Linked DNA regions of Anas platyrhynchos: region 2 is linked to region 1. The links are chromatin contacts, called in public Hi-C maps. All regions are on one chromosome and are shown on one strand. Each heading gives the region's core, a stretch centred on a gene start, on an enhancer-like site or on the middle of the called end of the contact. The rest is flanking DNA. Distances are from core to core; before and after follow the strand shown. Region 1 overlaps PSMB1 (proteasome 20S subunit beta 1). Region 2 has its middle 120 kb from the start of DYNLT2.

Region 1 (3,543 bases), core at 614-3,113:
ATCATGTTCTATTATGGGCTATTATTTTAAATTCTGGGTGCATTTAGGAAAACTTGCTTCTAAGAAATGCTTTAACTATGAAATGACTGGAGAAAGGGCTTGTGTGCAGTTCTGATGCTGCTAACCCAGTGAGAAGTTTCTGAACAAACAGATCAGTATCTTGCATATGCTGAATATTAGTAGGAGAGGCTATGCTTTATACTAGATCTGCTTCCGTTTACTTACGTATGAATATCAGCATAGGTAAAGTTCTGATCACGCAGCTATAAACTGTATGGAGGACTGCTTTTGCCAACTCTGTTTTTAAAACAGACTAATCATTTCTTTTGAAGTTGTCTAAATCTGCTCGTTCTAGTGCAGAGATTGAAACAGCTTTTGTGCTAGATGGAATGTACTTCATTTAAAAAGCATTTTCATCTCTTCTTAGATTGGCTTCAAGAACATGCAAAATGTGGAGCATGTACCTCTGACCCTGGAAAAGGCTTTGCAGCTGGTTAAAGATGTCTTTATTTCTGCTGCTGAGAGAGATGTATACACTGGTGATGCACTTAAGATTTGTGTGGTCACAAAAGATGGAATTAAAGAGGAAACCATCCAATTGCGGAAAGACTAATACAGTTCACATACAAACATGTAATCTATGGAATACAACTTAACTGTATCATGAAGATGTTTGTCTTATTAAATTTTTTCAAGAAGTTTGACTACTGTAATGCCGAGTATTTTCTGTCTGGTAGAAGTGATAGTGGTGTTTTTGGTGTGGGGGTTTTTTGTTGATTTTTTAGAAACCCAATTTGTGGCGAGGATGATATTAAATGTTTGTCTAAGTCAATTTGGTTCATCTCATCTTCATCTATTAATCGATCTAATTACATTGTCAATTTAATCCTCTTCTTGCAGTCCCATATGCTACAACATGGAGGATTGTGAACTTGCTAAAATTAGATTGACAGCTTTTCTGATGATGCTTTCTGTTCAGCCTCGGTTTAGTGAGGAAAAGCATTTGTTGTGTTTGTTCCTGCTGTCTTCTCCGTACTTCATAGCTTACTTTTCCCATCTTCTTGTTTATCTTTCTGATGTGCTGTTCTGGCATCTGACCTCTGTATTTATTTACAGATGATAAATCTGAGTTGCCTGAAACAAATTTATCTGCATAAGAGGGAAGAATGTTACATGGAACTTTTCAAAGTTTAGTCCTGAACTCAGCATCTTGACTCACCTCCACATTTGTATTTGGTTGGTGTCCAAAACGGAAGCAGCGTCCTTTTCTGGCTTCTGATGGATAATAGCTTAGCGTGGAGATTCTTGGAAGCCTGTTAACGTTGAGGGTGAAGCTGTCAGTCCTACTAACTTGATTCTCAGGAAATTGCATCAAGCATAGACAGTCAGATCCATGGGAATCTGGCTTGGGTACTAGGACCTTCAGAAAAGCAGAGATGAGTAATCAAGGGCAGAATCATCTGTTGTACAGGAACTTGTTCAGTTTCTACTCATTCAGAAAAGGACATATAAAAAAATATCTCTTTGCTTGAGGTGCCATGCTTGATCTTTATAAAAACAATTCTGTTTGAGCCTGCAGTAAGCTTGTGGCTTGTTTGAAGGTGGCTGACTGCCTTGGGTGCAGCATTGTGGGTGTCGTGCAATTTTTTTTTAGCTTTGGCTAGTCTTCATCAATGACGGTAGTTTCAGGCTTTCTGGACAGTTCAAACAGCAGGTAACTGGCACCAATAGTGAAAGACATGGCACGTTTCAAAGGACTCTGGATGTGTTTAGGAAATCCAGTGAGTGACAACTTGAACACTTTGGGAAGCTGCTACTGCTCATGAAACCCTTTGACCACTGGGTGCCACTGTTGGGCCGTGTCAGGAGGGAACAGCTCGTCCCAGAAGGATCAGCCGCAGTAAAGGGACACAGCATCCCGGGCTGAAGTCACTTGATCCCACAAGTCAGAACTTCCAGGCGCATTCCAGTAACTTACAGGGATGCTTAAGATTATTTGCAAAAGCCATCTTAAACGGGCACAGTTGTAGACTTGATTTTGTAGCTACAGGCTGTGCCTCACTGAGCAAATCGAACACTGTGCAGTAATTCCAAGAACTAAAACCTCACATCTACTTAAAACACAAACCTGGAATGCTAAACTAAATACACACTGTTACTTCAATAAATTAAATTAAAGCACCTTCAGCTCAGCTATCTTTGATACCAATTCCATGCTGATTTGCTAAAGTGTCTCATGAAAAAATGTTAGTTTTGCACAATTGCTGGACTCCAGTGAGACTGGATAGTACTAAAGTTGCAGTGGTAAGCAGCTCACGCTAACAAGTTGACGTGCCTGCCTTTTGGACAGCTCTGTTTCCAATATGCAAGATCTAAACGGTTACTAAGGAAAGGCAACAAACAAGGATCTAATTTGTACCTGAATGAATTTAATGTTCTTGATAGATGCCAAATGTGTAGGAGAGTTGCACTGATTCAATTTAAAAGACTGATTTCGAATTTGGATGCTCGTATAGTCAAAGGTGAAGTTTATATGAAAACTAAATGCACGTCCAACAGACGTAAAGAATTACGTGTTCTAGTTCGAGGTGTCTAGGCTTGTCGGTAAGTTGTTTCAGGAGGAACGCCAGGTGATTTGAGTGTTCAGGTCAGAGGGGAGATACAGCAGGTACTGGGGATGCAAGTTTTCTTGCTACTGGGCACCAGTGCTGTCCAGTTGGAGCACTGGTACAGACGAGATGGCCATTTTGTGTCCTCAGTTCTCCTGTGGAGTATGTCTGGTTGAAGAACCAACAGGGGATGAGAGCTTTTACACAGGCTTGTTGGACTGGAAATACCAATGCCATTTTTTTCAGGAATACCCTGACTTTTCACAACCCTCCTTAGTTTTGTGCTGGTACTTTGTGTATATAAATCAGGTCAGTAGCCGTGTTGCACTGTCTACCATGTCAATTAATGCTTTATGAAGTACTGTGAGCACTATCTAGTTACACAGCTGCCCAGGGTAGTACACTGTGGAGGTACAGCTAGGCAAAACAAATAGAAGAATAAAATAATAAGAAGAATAAATAGAAGAATACCACTTACAGTTCCTAGAAGCAGAGCTCTGGCATTGGCAGTTCTACTTGGCTAGGGATGAGATGTCTCAGACTTTGATGGAAGAGAAGGGAGAAGAAAAGTGTTTGTCTTGCAATACCCTTTCTTAGTATTAAGTTACACGTTTATTTCAAAAGCCAGCTGTGCTGCAGAATTTGGTTAATCTTGGCACGAGCACTTTTAACCACCTTGATCGAGTGCTTGCAAGTGACATGGCAAAAGAAGAGCAAGTGCACAAAGCCGCGACAGCGAGCTCCTCTTCGTCTGGAGCAGTACTAACCCAGTCCTTCAGATGGCAATAGTTAGCTGCTCTAGCTGGCCTCACCACCGTTACACACGGGGTGGGTAAAAATAGTCATGCAGACTTCACCCGTTTCCCACTGTAACATGCTTCGCAGTAGTGTTTATTGAGGGGATGGGAGGCTTTATTTTGATCCCAGCCAAATG
Region 2 (3,543 bases), core at 329-2,828, 290 kb after region 1:
ATATGCCATGGGAATTAGCAATATAATAATCACAGCCATTTTTTTTTCTTCCAAAAAAGGACAAAGAAATATCTCTGTTCTACCTATGGTTAGAAATGACACTCTTTCAAGACTTGCTGCATGTACAAGATGAAATACACTGTACTACTACGTACACATTTCTTGGTTCCTATGGACTGACAATCCTACAGAAGATGTTATTTCATCAGGGTAAGGACACAGTTATTTCTTCAGAAAAACTGTAGATTGCCATTTCCTGATGGAAAAAGACAACCCAAAACCACCTCTGCCAAAAATTTCCCAACAAGCTCCAGGTGGGAACTTTGTGGGGAGGAGCCAGGCATTTTAGCAGGTTTATATGGAAAGTTTGGAAGAGTTTCCTCAAGATAAGGCTTTTTGGGGGGAGACAGAGCAAATACAGAGGAAGTGATTCCTGTTCACACATTGCACTGAAAGGCAGATGCCCTTCCCAGTCCCAAGTTACCCAAAGATCTTTGTTAAATTAAGTACTTTCTCATCTGCATCCATATGCCAGTGACAGGACTAATAAGGAGCAATGAACATCATCGTGAGAGCTGACAAGTACTTAAGCAGGAGTGGAGTTAGATAATGAGATTTTTTCTCAGGTGTTTTCACTCCCCTAAGGGAGTCTCAGGGGAAATTTTGAATGAATTAATGTGAAAAAGGCAGAGCTACGTTTTGAAATTTCAGATTTCCAGGAATATTTTTCACATCGCAGTGTCAGCTTCCCCTTCCTCCTCAAAATATGCCAGATTGCTGGCTTTTTACCAGAAACAAGCAATAGAAATAATAATAATAAAAAATCCCTAAGCAACTTCACCTCTTCCCTTGTCCCCCTAGCTGACACTGTATCTGAAAAATAGCGCAACGTTCACATTGAAGCCTTTGAGTTTGCACAATCACTTCCCCTTATGGAGATGTCATCTTATGGTGTTGACCCCTTTCACAGCAGCTGGAAATTCCCCTTGTGCAGATACCTGTACAACCCCTTCACTGCAACCCTGCCAACTGAGACAAGCTGAATTTGTTTTGCAAATCATCATTCTCATTGCTAACGAGAACAATATAAAGAGTCCAGAAGAGTGAAAGTTAAGAAAGTCCCTCTGAATTTACTTCCTTGAGTGTCCCTTACAACATGCTGTATGAGAAAGGGTGATCTCTAAAGCAAGTGTAATATCTTGCTGAAGTTCCTTGTCTGAGCGGCACAACTTACAGATGGGCATTCCATTAACTGTTTTGGGGCAATACTTGAAACGGTGCCTAAAATGGTTCCTCAAAGGCCTAGAAGAACATTTGTCTTTAAATATCTGACAGACTTACAGGTACTGATTGAACATTGGTGCAAAGCTAAGTTATGTTGGCTGAAGTCAGCGGTCTAGCACTAATATGATGATATGAATTTTAAAGCCACGAGCTGACAGAATATTTCTAACACCGGAGAGAGTTTTCTGCTCCAAGATTGACTTTACTGTTCACTAAGCTTCTCTATACATCCACAGGATCAAGAATCCCCATGCCTTTTATGTAACTTTAACCACAGATGACTCAAACTTGACATTTGGGGGTGGTATTTTTTTCTCCATGTAGACACAGACTGAGCTCTGTGTGTTGGTCTTTCTGCTGCTCAGTAGCAACATCTGCTGGCTATTGAGGACCGGCTGTATTTTGAAGGAAGTCCAGTAAAACACATCTGGCTGGAGAACAGTTGAACATGCTTGTCTACACAGAGATCTTGAACAACATGTTGTTGAGAGAAAATTAGGTGCTAGAAGTAATTATGGACCACATGTTGGTTGACCTGGGGTAGACCACTTTGGAGTACAAAGGAGTTCAAGACTACTGAATTTGTGGTCCTCCTCTGGCTGAGACCACAAGGAGAATAAAACATTCACCATCATTTGTTCTTCACAGCTACATCCCTTGGTGGAGTGAGAGCTTGCAACTGTGACAAACTGCTAAAAGTGAAGTAGTTTAATTCTAGAGAGAAGGGTTTGTGAGGCAGAGGGGAAGCTCTGTCTGTGTTTTTAGCTTCTAGGACTGACTTCCTCATATTCTAGCCCTATGAAAGTAGGTTATTCCAGGATAAATGGTACATTGCATTGCCACCCTCTTATTTGAACAGATTTTCTTGCACTCACGTCTCAGCAATGACACAACAAATGTGATACAACTGCCCAGGCTCTGTCACCACAATAGTTATGTCCCTCTGGCTTATGACTCCATCGTTTTAAGAAACCCTTTTAATTTCAAGTGTTTTTTGCCTCTAAAATGGCAACAGAGGGAAGCATACTGATGTCCTTACAGAAAACAGAAAAGACACAGAAAAACTAAACTGAGGATTCATGTTGAAACATTATAGAACATCTGGAGGTGTTCAAGATAAAAATGAATATTTAAGGCTTCATTGCAGCTATGATGTTGGCAATCTTATATCATGTGTATAAGGCAATCTTAGATCTTGTTAAGTCAAAAGATGTTGACTGTCACTGTTAGTAGGACACAGTAGTACCTATTCTGGTATTACATGGGCCAGTGGAAGAAGCAAGAACTGCCTTTCTTAGGAAGCTGAAACAGTTACAAATACCATCTTTCATACATGAAAATAAGAGACACCATCATGAAAAACAAAGGCAATCTTTTCAGTGACATTTTAATAAATACTATGCTGCTCAGTATGGTTTGCATTAGTCTTTCAAAAGGTTCTGGAGCTGTTGAATCCAAAATATTTATAGAAGAATATATATATTTTTTTAATTTATTTAAAATGGTGATTTTCTTACATTTATATGTTAAGAGAGAATTTTGGAGTTCAAATGAATTCTTGTTGTGCACAGTTGAAGTTCAACATGTAGCTAAACCTCAGCAAAATCAATGTTTCGCAGGTTACTGTAACATATCTAAAACTTGTTTACACAAGGGAAATATTTCATTGCTGCTTTTGAGGTAAGAATAATTACAATAAATAGCACAGAATTAAGGAAGCTGAGTTAAAGAGAATTTGAAGACAAAAATACATGTATTGGATTATTTTCTAACATTTTTCCTCTGAACTGTGCACACACATTTTGCTAAATCCTCAGTATGCAGTATTTCCTCAGATCCAAATAAACCCCACTGCATTCTGCAATTCTCAGCTTTCTAACACTGTTTAAAATAGTCTGAAATGCTGGCATTCTTTCAAAGAAAAAAAAATTGAATCAAGGTAAGACCATTTTGTCTGTTGAAATTGAAAGGTCAAATCAGACTGGTTGTGACTGAGTAAAGTCCCTTTCCTGTTCTGCTCTGGCGTTGCATTTTTTTTAGGAGAGAATTACATTAATGACCACAGACATTGCCAGCAATGCTTGTTTGTAACTTGTCTTTTGATGAAAGCAGTATATTATAAACAGCTTCACAGTTTGTTCTAATTTAAGAATTTATTAAAAAAATAAACTTTAGCATAGTGTAGAAGATCCCTACAGATCATTCAGTCATTCTTTATAATATTCATTGTATATTATCCTTATAGAGCTTAAAATTTCC

The links. A called contact is a pair of places that touch in the nucleus more often than the background predicts.
Region 2: a contact with region 1 is called in a Hi-C map of subcutaneous adipose tissue, with 2.8 times the contacts expected there. The contact joins two enhancer-like sites. A contact is called at or near these places in 3 of 8 Hi-C or Micro-C datasets (liver, skeletal muscle and subcutaneous adipose tissue).

What each region holds. Positions count from the first base shown.
Region 1 is chr3:45,320,653-45,324,195 of IASCAAS_PekinDuck_T2T, forward strand. It overlaps PSMB1 (proteasome 20S subunit beta 1), which reads left to right. Exons shown (of 6, transcript XM_027454202.3): 6 at 428-704. The coding sequence ends at 613. Among named protein-coding and RNA genes, the nearest start is that of PSMB1, 6.2 kb to the left of the region's middle. Within about 2 kb of position 1,864, at least 1 of the 8 cell types and tissues checked has an H3K27ac peak or open chromatin away from gene starts, as enhancers often do.
Region 2 is chr3:45,613,108-45,616,650 of IASCAAS_PekinDuck_T2T, forward strand. No RefSeq gene overlaps it. Among named protein-coding and RNA genes, the nearest start is that of DYNLT2, 120 kb to the right of the region's middle. Within about 2 kb of position 1,579, at least 1 of the 8 cell types and tissues checked has an H3K27ac peak or open chromatin away from gene starts, as enhancers often do.